Regions from separate parts of the Mus musculus genome. Here region 2 is linked to region 1. The links are chromatin contacts, called in public Micro-C maps. All regions are on one chromosome and are shown on one strand. The core of a region is the stretch at or near the end of the contact, and the rest is flanking DNA. Distances in the headings are between cores, read along the strand shown.

Region 1 (6,249 bases), core at 563-3,062:
AACACAGGATCCAAGGGGATTTCACTGTGGTAGAGACATACCAGATGTTTTTTATTCCTGCTACAAACTGATATGAATAAAAAGGCTGTTCACATTGCATCTGCAATCAAGAAGCAAAGAGGTAAGCTAGAAAGATGGCTCAAGGTGAGAAGCACCAGAGGCCAATTCCCAACAGCAACATCAGACAGCTCATGACTCCCTGTACCTCAGCTCCAGCGGGATCTGAGGGTTCTGGCTTGCACATGTACATGTACTCACAAATAGACACACACACAATTAAAAATAAAATATTTTTTAAATAGGCAGAGAGAAATGAATTCTGGTGCTCAGCTCACTTTTTGCTTTTGATTGGGTTTCCAGACACCAGCCCGTGGAATGGAGCTCCCACATATAGACTTAGTTTTCCCATCTTAATTTACCCAGCCTAGAAAAATCCCTCACAGACCTGTCTACCATGTCTTCTTAGGTGAGTCTAAATCCTATCTGATTGACAATATTAACCTTCGCTGTGGCTCTTCGTGTTACAGTGTTACATGTTCTAATGAGAAGGCCCTCACTGTGTCTCAGCATGTTACAGTGTTACATGTTCTAATGAGAAGGCCCTCACTGTATCTCAGCGTGTTACAATGTTACATGTTCTAATGAGAAGGTGTTTACCTAACCACACCTATCTGAACAAAGAGGGTAGATAGGATCACAGTAAAGTTACAATTACTATTACTGATCCTGCAAAAGCAGTTCCTCTCATTTTGTCCTGAACATTGACTTCAGAATTTTTTTATATCTCCTAATCTGTTCTATGACTGTAGGAGTGAAAAACGAAGCACCCTTCTCCTAAAAGTGTATTTAGTTTACTTGGGATTGTCTTCTGTATAAATTATAAAACAGGAGACAGACCATTAGTATTCACATGAAAGCTAGATATGTCTGCATTGACATATGCTTTGGGTTTTGGAAGTACCATTGTACTGTCTGAAATACAGTGCTGTATGTGAGCCTTTTCCTGAAGAAATGAAGATAGACATCTTTTTATCCCCCATAGGGACCAGAAACAACTATAGACCAAACAAACAATACCATCAAAGTCCACTTTGTCAAACCAAGTTTATTGGTGTTACTTACAAGAGCATGCATGACTCAAAAGCAGTTGCATCACAGATTATCCCACTCTAGACTGATAAGTGCTCATGAAAAGTGCACCCCTGGTGCTTTCTGGGTGACTTACAGGCAACTGCTAGATTGGAGAATTGCAGCTAGGTATAAGGGCCGCTCAGTCTCCATTAGCCTTGGAAAGGGACCTTGTGAACCCTGTTAATTCCAAGAATTTCTTGAGACTTGTGAGTTGTATTCAATTCTTGCATTTCTTGAGTCTCCCCCTCTCCTTTCTGAGGTGGTTGTTTCAATTTTGAGGAAATTTCTACACATACACACACAAAAATGCCCACGGGGCTTAATGATGAATTTCTAAGAACAGAGAGCAAAGAGCTGCACTGCAGGCTGGAAGAAAAAACATGCTGGGACAGTGACAAGACAGAGTTCGTGACCTTACTCTTGTGCTGCAGGGAAAGGTGCAAGGCCTAAGGGAGGCTGAGTAGGTGAAGTCGCTGGGTCTCAAATGTCAAGTAGCCACAGTGTGGCCTGCTAGGAAGAGATAAGAAGGGTCATGGAAAGGATGCCCTAGTGGTGGCGGGTGGTGAAAGGAAGAAATGGGCTAGAAACAGAAGAAAAACTAGCTGACACAACCTAGACATCTTGTGATTCGCTTCCCATTGCAGACTTGTGTTTCTGTAAGAAGATGGGTCCCAAGAACTTACTCAGTTTCCATAGTAACCCATCCTGGTTTTCAGCCCCTTTGTGAGGCTATTCAGTGGCAGCTTGAGGGTCTCACAGCTGGGTCAGTGACTCCTCCTTTGCTGACAGTTGAGCCTGTATGAAATTCATTCACTTGTGGTTGGAATATTTGGACCAATTTCCCCTAAGCTACAATCTAGTCTTAGGCACTCCTTGGTCTTCCAGTTAGGACACAGTTTACTTTAGTCCAGAGATGAGCAGAAAAGAAGGCAAACCTGGAAAACTTCATGAATGCAGAGACAGTTCCCACCCCTGAAGTGCTCTCTTGGTTGATGCTCTGTTCACACTTGTAAAGAAAAAGCTGCTTGCCAAGATAAGATGTGAGGGGTCCTTATGCTCTCCTACTCCTCCAGAGTATGGAAGGCTGTAGTGTTCACAGGAAAACAGCATCTTTTACCAGCCTATATCCATATCCTGGTGCCCTGGTAGTAGGAAAAGACAGAAAGGGGCCCAGAGAGCAGCATAGAGCAAATATTCATCACCCTCCCTCCTCATTCAGCCAGGCATACACATGATGCAAGACCCTGAGAGTTCAACAGTAAAGGATCAGTATTGACTCAGGACACCCCAAGACAAAGTTTTCACTCAGCACAAAGGAGATTTATTTGCCCCAGAGATACAGAGGGCAGAGAGTAGAAGACAAAGACAAGAGATAGAGAAGGAGAGAGAAGGAGGCTGGAGCAAGAGGGGGAGAGGGTTATTTGACCAGAAGTGGGACAAGTGAGTGCCTCTGGATAGAGAGGAAACAGATTTGTCTGACAGGAAAATGGCAGTTTATAAAGGTAAAGGGGAAAACCCTATGTTAGGGTGAGGTGTTTAATTTTATTTGGGCATGTTAATTAGGTGAGACAAAGGGGGTTTTGACTGCTGGACTTTCAATACTTCGATAGCTGGACCTTGGTAGTGAGCCTCAAGAGGATGTAGTGGTTGAATAAGGAAACAGACCTTGGTGGCTAGCTTTAGGAATGTTATCTAACCATTTTTCAGCAAGGCAGAGGGAATGTGGGAGAACGGCAAAGGCAAGCCAGAGCTGTGTTCACCACACTCAAGCTGGCCAGAGTACCTTCATCAACTTCATGAGGCATCCCCTGAGCATGAGTTGTCCCTCTGCAGACACCGGGGCCCTGTGTTTGCAGCTCTTCCTGTATATACCTTTTGGCAGTTTCCCAGGATGGCACAAAGCCAGCCTGTGGCTGAGAAGTCCTGAAGGCTCAGCACCCTCAACAGAAACAAGGGTCCTTTACTCTTCTTTCTGAGTCCACAGGACAATCCTAATGCATATGGCAGAGTCAGCAAAACAAAAGGCCATGCCTTGTAGGAAACAAAGGGACTCTTTCACTGCAGAGAGAATGTTCTTAATGAGTAATTTAAGAGCAGTTCTATTCTGGGGTACAAGTGTCTTTGGTGCAAGTTGGTTATTCCTGAAGACTCTGTCACACATAGCAATTTACACTAAGTGAGTCCTATGTGAGACAAAGCCATGCCTGGCAGATGACAACAATGAGACTTGTGAAAGCTCTGATGCATTGATTACCATAAAAACAAGTGTCAAAGGTCACCAAGACAGCCATTAAGGTCTCCTCCCCATTTCTAGACAAGCTGAAACATGAGCAACTCAGCATGCTGTTAAGTAGACAGGCACTACAGCGGCTGCACTCCTCTCTGAGTGCTCTTGAGACGGAACCTCAAGGGCAGTTGGGAAATTTGGGGGAAAACTACGTATACACTCTATCTTAGCTGAGTGGCATTTTAAACTCTTGAATATAATATTTTAAATTGGTTTAGGACACAAATGAAATGAGGCTGGCTTCTTCAGGTATGTTCTGGTAGAATATGAGCAAAGCCCCTAGAGTGGTCTATGGAGCACAGGCTTTTATCAGATGTGTGTCTAGAGATAGATGCAAGGAAAACACCTCCCCTGGAAACCACATCATGCATGTGTAATAGGAGAGCCCATGTAGTACCATGTGATGCCTAAGTCCTGTAGGTGCAGCAGAATTGGGTTGATGGCAACAATGAGACTTGTGAAAGTTCTGATGCAACAGTCGCCTTAGTACAGGGGTCAAATTGGACACACCTCTATAGGAAACAAGATTCTGTGTCACCAGCCCTTAGTCCTTGCTCATCCCAGCAGCTCAACCTTGGGCTTCCCAAATCTAGACACCAATCTGATAAAAGCCTATGCACCATAGAAGACTCCAGGGAACTTAGCTCATACTCCACCAGAATATACGTGAGGAAGCCAGTCCCATTTCATATGCATTCTAAACAAAGTTTAAATGTCACTCAATGAGAAGAGAGGTGTCTGCCCGGCTCGGGAGGGAGTTGCCGGAGCAACTGCTGAAGACATCTTGATTCCCAGACTCCACCAAGACTAGTCTGCACAGGTGAGATTGTGGACTACAGAAGCTAACAGCTTCTGGGACAGGCAGAAGCCACAGAGCTTCTGAGGCAGACATCTTTTCAGGCTCCAGACATCCGGGCACCTTCCCTGCCAGAGGAGAGGCGTCCACCCTACTCGGGAGGGCTTTGCTGGAGTACCTGAGGGAGCCATCTCGGTCCCTGGATCCCGCTGAGACAAGTCTGCACAGGTGCGAGTGTGGACTACAGAAGCTAACAACTTCTGGGACAGGTCCTGTTTAGAGCCTTCATCTTCTGCCAGGAGGCAAGTGTGAACGCCAGATATCTGTGCACCTTCCCTGAAAGAGGAGAGCCTGCCTGCAGAGAGTGGTCTGACCACTGAAACTCAGGAGAGAGCTAGTCTCCCAGGTCTGCTGGTAGAGAATAACAGAATCACGAGAGGAACAAGCTCTAACCAGAGACAACTATAACAACTGACTGCAGAGATGGCCAGATGGCGAAAGGCAGATATAAGAATCTTACTAACAGAAACCAAGACCACTCACCATCATCAGAACCCAGCACTCCCACCTCAGCCAGTCCTGGGCATCCAAACACACCCAAAAACCTAGACCTGGATTTAAAGGCATATCTCAGGATGATGGTAGAATACATCAAGAAGGACTTTAATAACTCACTTAAAGAAATACAGGAGAACACTGCTAAAGAGTTACAAGTCCTTAAAGAAAAACAGGAAAACACCCAAACAGGTGATGGAAATGAACAAAATAATATTAGACCTAAAAAGGGAAGTAGACACAATAAAGAAAACCCAAAGTGAGGCAACACTGGAGAAATAAACCCTAGGAAAGAAATCTAGGACCATAGATGTGAGCATCAGCAACAGAATACAAGAGATGGGAGAGAGAATCTCAGGTACAGAAGATTCCATAGAGAACATGGACTAATCAATCAAAGAAAATGAAAAATGCAGAAAGATCCTAAATCAAAACATCCAGGAAATCCAGTACACAATGAGAAGACCAAACCTACGGATAATAGAAGTAGATGAGAATGAAAATTTTCAACTTAAAGGGCAGGCAAATATCTTCAACAAAATTATAGAAGAAAACTTCCCATACCTAAAGAAAGAGATGCCCATGAACATACAAAAAGCCTACAGAACACCAAATAGACTGGACCAGAAAAGAAATTCCCCCCGACACATAATAATCAGAACAACAAATGCACTAAATAAAGATAGAATATTAAAAGCAGTAAGGAAAAAAGGTCAAGTAACATATACAGGCAGGCCTATCAGAATTACACCAGATTTTTCACCAGTGACTATGAAAGCCAGAAGATCCTGGACAGATGTTATACAGACACTAGGAGAACACAAATGCCAGCCCAGGCTACTATACCCAGCCAAACTTTCAATTACCATACATGGAGAAACCAAAGTATTCCATGACAAAACCAAATTCCCACATTATCTTTCCACGAATCCAGCCCTTCAAAGGATAATAACAGAAAAAAAAATACAGGGATAGAAACCACGTCCTAGAAAAAGCAAGAAAGTAATCCTTCAACAAACCTAAAAGAAGACAGCCACAAGAACAGAATGCCAACTTTAACAACAAAAACAACAGGAAGCAACAATTACTTTTCCTTAATATCTCTTAATATCAAAGGACTCAACTCCCCAATAAAAAGACATAGACTAACAGACTGGCTACACAAACAGGATAACATTTTGCTGCTTACAGGAAACCCATCTCAGGGAAAAAGACAGACACTACCTCAGAATGAAAGGCTGGAAAACAATTTTCTAAGCAACTGGTCTGAAGAAACAAAATGGAATAGCCATTCTAATATCTAAGAAAATCGATTTCCAACCCAAAGTATTCAAAAAAGACAAGGAGGGACACTTTATACTCATCAAAGGTAAAATCTTACAAGAGGAACTCTCAATTCTGAATATCTATGCTCCAAATACAAGGGCAGCCACATTCAATAAAGAAACTTTAGTAAAGCTCAAAGCACACATTACACCTC
Region 2 (6,455 bases), core at 1,744-4,243, 130 kb after region 1:
TAACCACTACCCAATAATCTCTCTACTAGGTATGAGTAATGAAACTGAGTTTTAGATCAAATTCTAAATTTTAAGCAATTTTTTATTAGAAAGAAATCACACACACACACACACACACACACACACACACCTCAGTGCAATCTTTCGGTTTGAGGAGCTGCATGCTCTCTGTCATTTTAGGTCCCTTGATCATCATGTCGCATGAATAAAATAATAATAACCACAAAGATAATGATGACTTGCCATAGCTGACAAAATTAAAGGGACAGAATCATGCCACTTTTAGAACGGACATTAGAGTTCATCGGTAGACATATATTTCTTTAATATTTAGCCTACATCATCATCTCTAAGAGGAAAACAAAATACAGGCAAGAGGAGGCATGTTGCCAACCAATGTTTCTTGAATTAATTGTCTTTAAACACTTGGAGCTCATTTCTAACATTCATCAAGCTAGTTAACATGCGTCTAATCTTTTCTATTGAACCCCATGTGACGGGCTGGAGAGATGGCTCAGCAGTTAGGAGCTTTGCTGCTTCTATAGAGGACTCTGGTTGAGTTCCCAGCTTCCACACGGCAGCTTACAGCCATCCATAACTCCAGCCCCAGCAGCTCCACACATCCATGCAGTGCACCTACATAAATGTGGGCAAATTATCATAGACATAAAGTTAAAATAAATAAATCCTTTTTAATCCCATCTGAGATGCATTACGGATTTCTGTTTCATTTTGTTTTGTTTTTAAAGAATAGGAGGAACCATGTTTAGAATATGGGAGTCTTGATTAGAATTCTAGTGCATCATCCCCCAATAAAATTCAACCATTACATCATGATGCTTTTATTCTATCTTATATTGCAGATGTCACAAGAATTTGGTAAACATGAAATACATTCAATTGTAGCTATTCAATAAAAAGAAAAGTGGAGATATTAATTCCTTGGATTTAATATGAGATCACATCACTAAAGTCCTTTGAGAAAAGAATATGAACACCATTGTAGGAATGTGTTCAAGATAAACTTTCAAAGACATGCAAATGTTTCTGCAAATGAGTGATTCATATCATAAATATTGAGGAAAATGTAATCTTAACTCAAGGTAAAGGCTAAGATCAAAATGCCAACTTACAGTGATCTCTGATAACTTGATATATCACTAGGGGGAGGCTTAGAAACACAAGAAACCTTGAGAGCTGAATATGGCTTAGCTGTAATCCTTCAACGGTTAGGCACAGTTACTTCCTAGCTGAACTCTAGGACCTGCCCTCAAATCATTTGTATTCTGAGCTATTGAATGGAGAGCACACAGCACATCAGAGCAGTGAGCTCCAAACAGAGTTATTGGTTATAAAAATAATTGGCATTAACTTCAGGGTCTTAAACAAGATGGAAGGAGGCAGAGTGGGGTACCTTTCAGATATTCTCAGAGAATACCATCACTTTGGCCTATGCAAGAGTCAGAGAAAGCAGTGGCTACCCAGCACCATCATGGACATAAGTTCCAGGGATAGATTTATGACTCATGGTGTCTACAGTACTGTTTCTCCAGAAACAACCCAAACTTTCCTAAGAGACTAGGGGATCAAATTTGTTTATAGAGGTAAAAGAATTCTTTAATGCTACAAGACAATTTTTAAAAACTAAAGATAATTTTCTCCTTCTGAAAGAAGGATTCATTCCACCCCTGAGCACTAGCATAGAGATTTGCTTGTTTATTCTAATCACATGTATATGTGTGTGATTGTGTATGGGTATGTTCATGTGTGTGCAGGTGCCTGCAGGAGGCTGAAGAGGGTGTCAGAGCTGCTGAAGTGAGAGTCTTACGCAGTTGTGAGATACCCTGTGTGGGTGCCAGGAAGCCAAATGGGTTCTCTGGAAGATGCTTTTAACCACTGAGTTAACTCTCCAGCCCTGAGAATCACTTGTTAAATAAACAAAAGATTCCTATATAGGAGAGCTAGGGGATCCACATTTGTTTGTAGAGGTAAAAGAATTCTTTAATGCTACAAGACAATTTTAAGAAACTACAGCTTGTCCAAAGAGACATCATGGGAAATGCTTTTTTTCAATAGTTGACTGTCTTGCAAGATACCTGTCAGGGTGAATGTAAAATAAAGGAGATGGGAGGAAGGAGGCAGAGGGTCCCTGAATCTCTTCAATGAAAAGAGACTTACTAAAATTATCTAAGTGAACCCTGCCACGTGCTTAGAAGCAGAGGTCAGGAAAAGACAATCTTCCAAGAAGCAGGAAAACACAAAGAGGTACTAAGAAGGAAGAATGAAAGGCCAGGGTACATTGATTATCTGAAGCAGAAAGGTAGCAACATCAGGATTCCACATCTATACCATGTTGGGTCATATATGTGCTGCCCCTGACCTGCAGAAACCCAACCCACTCCAGAAGTAGCCAGCCACCAAATCTGGCATAGCATCTGGTGTACAAGGAATAATACATGGGACATAACATCTAATGTGGGTGAATCCCTGAAAGGGTAAGTGGCAAAAGCTTATGGACTTTTCTCACTTCGTATCCACAAAAGCATCCCAATACTGTTTTAGGCTGCCCTGCATTTTAACTACTGATTTAGTCTTGAAAGTGCTCAGAGACACCCCATCTGAAGTTTCTACAGGAGTGAAGCATAAGTAGGTGGCATTTCTCTATTAGTCACCCTGAAAACAAATACAGTCAAATGAGTCCAAAAGAATCTTGTTAGAATCTAAAGAGGACATTCAGGCATCTTAGCCAGCTTGGCTGTTTCTTATCTATCTGATTTATCCCCAAAAAGTCCCCTCCCCAAGAATCTCTTTGATCTTTACAGTCTTTGTTTTCAAATCCTCTGTCTTCTATCTACATCCATTGAGCCTCACTCCTAAAGTCCAAATAGAAGTCAGCATTATCTTTATCTGTCGCCAAAACACATGTTGCTTTCCTATTGGGGAGATAAGCACGTTAGGGTTTCCTGCCTGGCTCTCAGTCAGAACGCCAGCGTCTGATCATTTGTGAAGCCTCCCACAGGATCCAGCCCCACGGTAAAGGCCACGAGGACATGTAAGCACGCTCATTCACCTGCAGCAAAAGATTTCACAACAATGTATAATATCGAGTTATTGAGTTCAGGATTTCTTTGGGTTGGGGGTTTTGCCAAGGAGATTTGCAAGTCTCTAACAGCCGTTTCCTTTTGACTTCTGTGCTTCTCTTGGAACCTGTATATATCTATCGCACAATTATTGATTTTGTAATGTCTTGTTGTCTCTCATAGATGTCACGCTAAGTTGCTTTTCCAAAAGATCCATAGCTCATATTTTTTCCACATAATTTTCATCACACAGGACAGTTCTTATCAATAAATTTAAAGGCTTTTTGTATAGTGTTTACCATATTTGATGAGCCATAAATAGTAAATACATAGCATACCAATGCCCAGAATAGAATAGTTAACAGTATTTTGATGAAATACTATTTTTAGATTATAAATTTCAAGATGAGTCTATAGTATCTTGTTTAAAAAAATTTAAAAAGACAATTGAAATTTAAATATAGTAGACATTTTTTTATTTAGGAAAACTTCTATGATCACTTTTATGAAGCCATTCTAATAAAATGACCTAATTGGCCCAAAAGATAATAGCTATCACTTTCTAATATCAACCAAAGGAAATTTAGAAAAGTGTTGCGGCCGCCAGCAGCTCGCAACGTGAACGGTTCGACTGAGAAGGCCGCTCGAGCTGTAAGAGAGGAATCTAGACGGGGCAAAAGAAGAAATGTAGCCAAGACAGTTACTCTGATCAAGGCTCAAATTTTATTGTTGCGACACCAGTTATGAAGGAAGGGGGAGGGGACCCGATTCCCGCCGAATAATCTCTGGTCCAGTAGAAAGGTGCACGTGTGTGGCTCCTCAGGTTCCAGCAGTGGGCGTGGCAGAACGAATGAGCAGGAAGCTCCACCCCGAGCAAGCAGGTTTCAGGCTAGGGGAGGGGAGACTACATCTCCTCCCTGTTATTAACAAAATAAAAAAAAAAAGAAAAAGCTGGCCTGAGGGGGGAAAATTATCTATGCTCAATAGTTCTGCCTGGAATCTAGGGCTAAAGAAAAAACTTGCTTCACTGGGAATCTTTAACTTTTCTTATGGTAAACTGTATCTGGCTTAAGACTGTCCTTTCTAGTAAACAACTGAAAGGCCTGGAGCTGCAGACTCTGACTTTATAATGCTAATTAGTACTTGGTAGGTAACTTTCTAGTTGAATTTTAAGTAGGGCGTTTGGAACTCTGGCTAAGTTTGACTGAACGATGTGAAAATAACACTAAGTTGAATTCCTTAGCATTTTTGGAAGATAGGTGGGAAACAGGGAGAAGGAGTGACCGGCTCTTGTAGTACAAGGCCAATTGGCCTTTTTATTTGGGTGGGAGGCAGTGAAGGGCTTGCCCTTTCAATAGTACGTCTCCAATCTCTCTCCCCCCTATTAATTAAGTTAAATAAGGCAACGCTTAACTGAGGTGATCAAATGATTTTCTCATCCGTAGATGAGTGGGCTTTTAACCTTGGCTTGGGTGGACATGGACCCGATTCCTCCCGTGGGTAAAACCCACACATGTGGCTCTTGGTACCTTTTGGGGAGGCGAGGTAGAGCCGGAGAATATTTTTTATTTTTAACCAAAATTTGGTACCAACCTCTTTCAAACCGGGTTTATCTCACAGGAAACTCAGAAATGGTCAAGCCGGACCTTCCCTTGCAGTAAGTATCTCTGCACCAAGCGGTGCCCATACTGAATTTGTACAATCACAAACCAGTATGCACAGTTCTGAGTGCTGTGCAGCTCCTAAAGGAGAATTATCAACCTCAGAATTAGCAAAGCCTAAGCAAGAATTATGTCGTTAATAACACCACGATTTGTGGGTAAAATAGGAGCTGGAAGTCGTTCCTCCTCATCCCTGTTTTTTCCACAGCCTATTGAGCTAAGGACACCTTGCAGTAACAGCAAGGGTGAAAAGCCAGAGGTCAGCTAAGGGGCTAAGCCTGTCTATCAAAATAAAAACCAATCTTTATTAATATAGAAAAATCTACTCTTCTAGCCCTCTAGGTAAACCTAAATTTTTAACTCAGACTGAAAGCCACATGCTGGAAATGTCCTGAGACTGGGGGTAACAGCTGCCACCTGTGTGCTCTAGGGGGGCGGGGATGCACATCTACTGGTCCGCCTCGGGAATGTTGATTTACCTGCTTGAAAGACAAAATCTTGAAAGACAGTGAGAAAGTAGGAAAGCAGAACTTCTTTCCGGGAAGTCTAGGTACTTTATTCAAATGCAAATTGTAAAGCTGAGGCTAGTCTCCGGCCTCCTGTCGGGAGCTGGTTCAGAGAGTAGCTGGAGAACACCTTTGAGAGCTGTTGCTCTCAGCTGAATTTTAAGCACAAAAGGAATTTTAGTCTTTAGAATGATACTTACCAGAAGAGTCAGAATCTGTGTTCATCTGACGAATTAATCTCTCTGGCAGCCACCGCGCTCCATCTTCATCTCGTGAAAAAACACAAACTGAGTCCCTACCCCAAATTAGAACTGGATCTGGACCCTTCCATTTGTTAGTCAGGGGGTATTAAGTGACCAATTGCTCTTTAATTAACTTGCTAGGTAATTTAGAATATAGGAATCTCTAACATTGGACTGAATATTAGGACCAGTCTAAGATTGAGTTAGAATGGCTGGTCACACTGAAGAAAGGAGAAAAATCATTATGACTCTATTAAATGACTAATTTTACTAAGTCTGAATATACAGTCTCTGATGTACTATTGTCATAAAGTTAAAAGGCTAGAAGCTAGTCTAAACTGGAAAAATGACAAGTAAGGATGGATCTAAAACATGAATTTAATTTAGTTTTTTAGTCAATTTAATCAGGACATGAGTCAACTTACCTACCAGCTCGTCACACGAATTTATTAATATGCTTCTGCAGCGTTCTGTGGAGAAAACCTGTTTTTCCCTTTTTTAATAAGGTAGCTGTTTTAGGATTAATCTATAAGCCAATAAGTAGATCCCTTTAAGATACTATAAAGCATTTATTAAACTCTTTGACATTAAAATATTAGATTTTGAAAATAAAGGTAAGACTTTAATAGTGTGCATGGGAATGCACTAAATAGCATGCACGGGGATACAATTTCTCTCTTTTTTGTCTTTTAAGAAGTTAAAGTTTTAAAATTTTACAATACCTAAACTTTTGAATTAATAACTAGTTGACAAAACATTTTAAATACTTGGCTGTAAAGGGGCAGTGACTAATTGCACTTTTAATCAATTTTCTTAAGGAGCAGTTGTAACTAGAAGGCTTGTAAAGTTATTAAGAGTCACATGTGCATAATTTATTTATTAACTAGAAATATGCATAAGCAATTGTAAATTTGAGAATTAATAGTATCTGAGGGATGAACAATTTAAGCAATTGTGAGCTCAGAG

Evidence for each region. Hi-C and Micro-C count contacts between places; a contact is called where the count stands out from the background.
Region 2: a Micro-C map of the G1E-ER4 cell line shows a contact between it and region 1, with 2.0 times the contacts expected there. The contact joins two enhancer-like sites. A contact is called at or near these places in 5 of 484 Hi-C or Micro-C datasets (the G1E-ER4 cell line, the HPC-7 cell line, liver and 1 more) and 1 of 9 other capture datasets (pancreatic islet).

Annotation. Positions count from the first base shown.
Region 1 is chr13:8,630,634-8,636,882 of GRCm38.p6, forward strand. The region is part of intron 3 of Adarb2 (adenosine deaminase, RNA-specific, B2); the gene reads left to right. Among named protein-coding and RNA genes, the nearest start is that of Wdr37, 240 kb to the right of the region's middle. Within about 2 kb of position 1,813, at least 11 of the 459 cell types and tissues checked have an H3K27ac peak or open chromatin away from gene starts, as enhancers often do. A contact at or near this core is called in the G1E-ER4 cell line, where this site is marked.
Region 2 is chr13:8,758,173-8,764,627 of GRCm38.p6, forward strand. Adarb2 (adenosine deaminase, RNA-specific, B2) reads left to right here. Exons shown (of 10, transcript NM_052977.5): 10 at 1-2,270. Among named protein-coding and RNA genes, the nearest start is that of Wdr37, 110 kb to the right of the region's middle. Within about 2 kb of position 2,994, at least 3 of the 459 cell types and tissues checked have an H3K27ac peak or open chromatin away from gene starts, as enhancers often do. A contact at or near this core is called in the G1E-ER4 cell line, where this site is marked.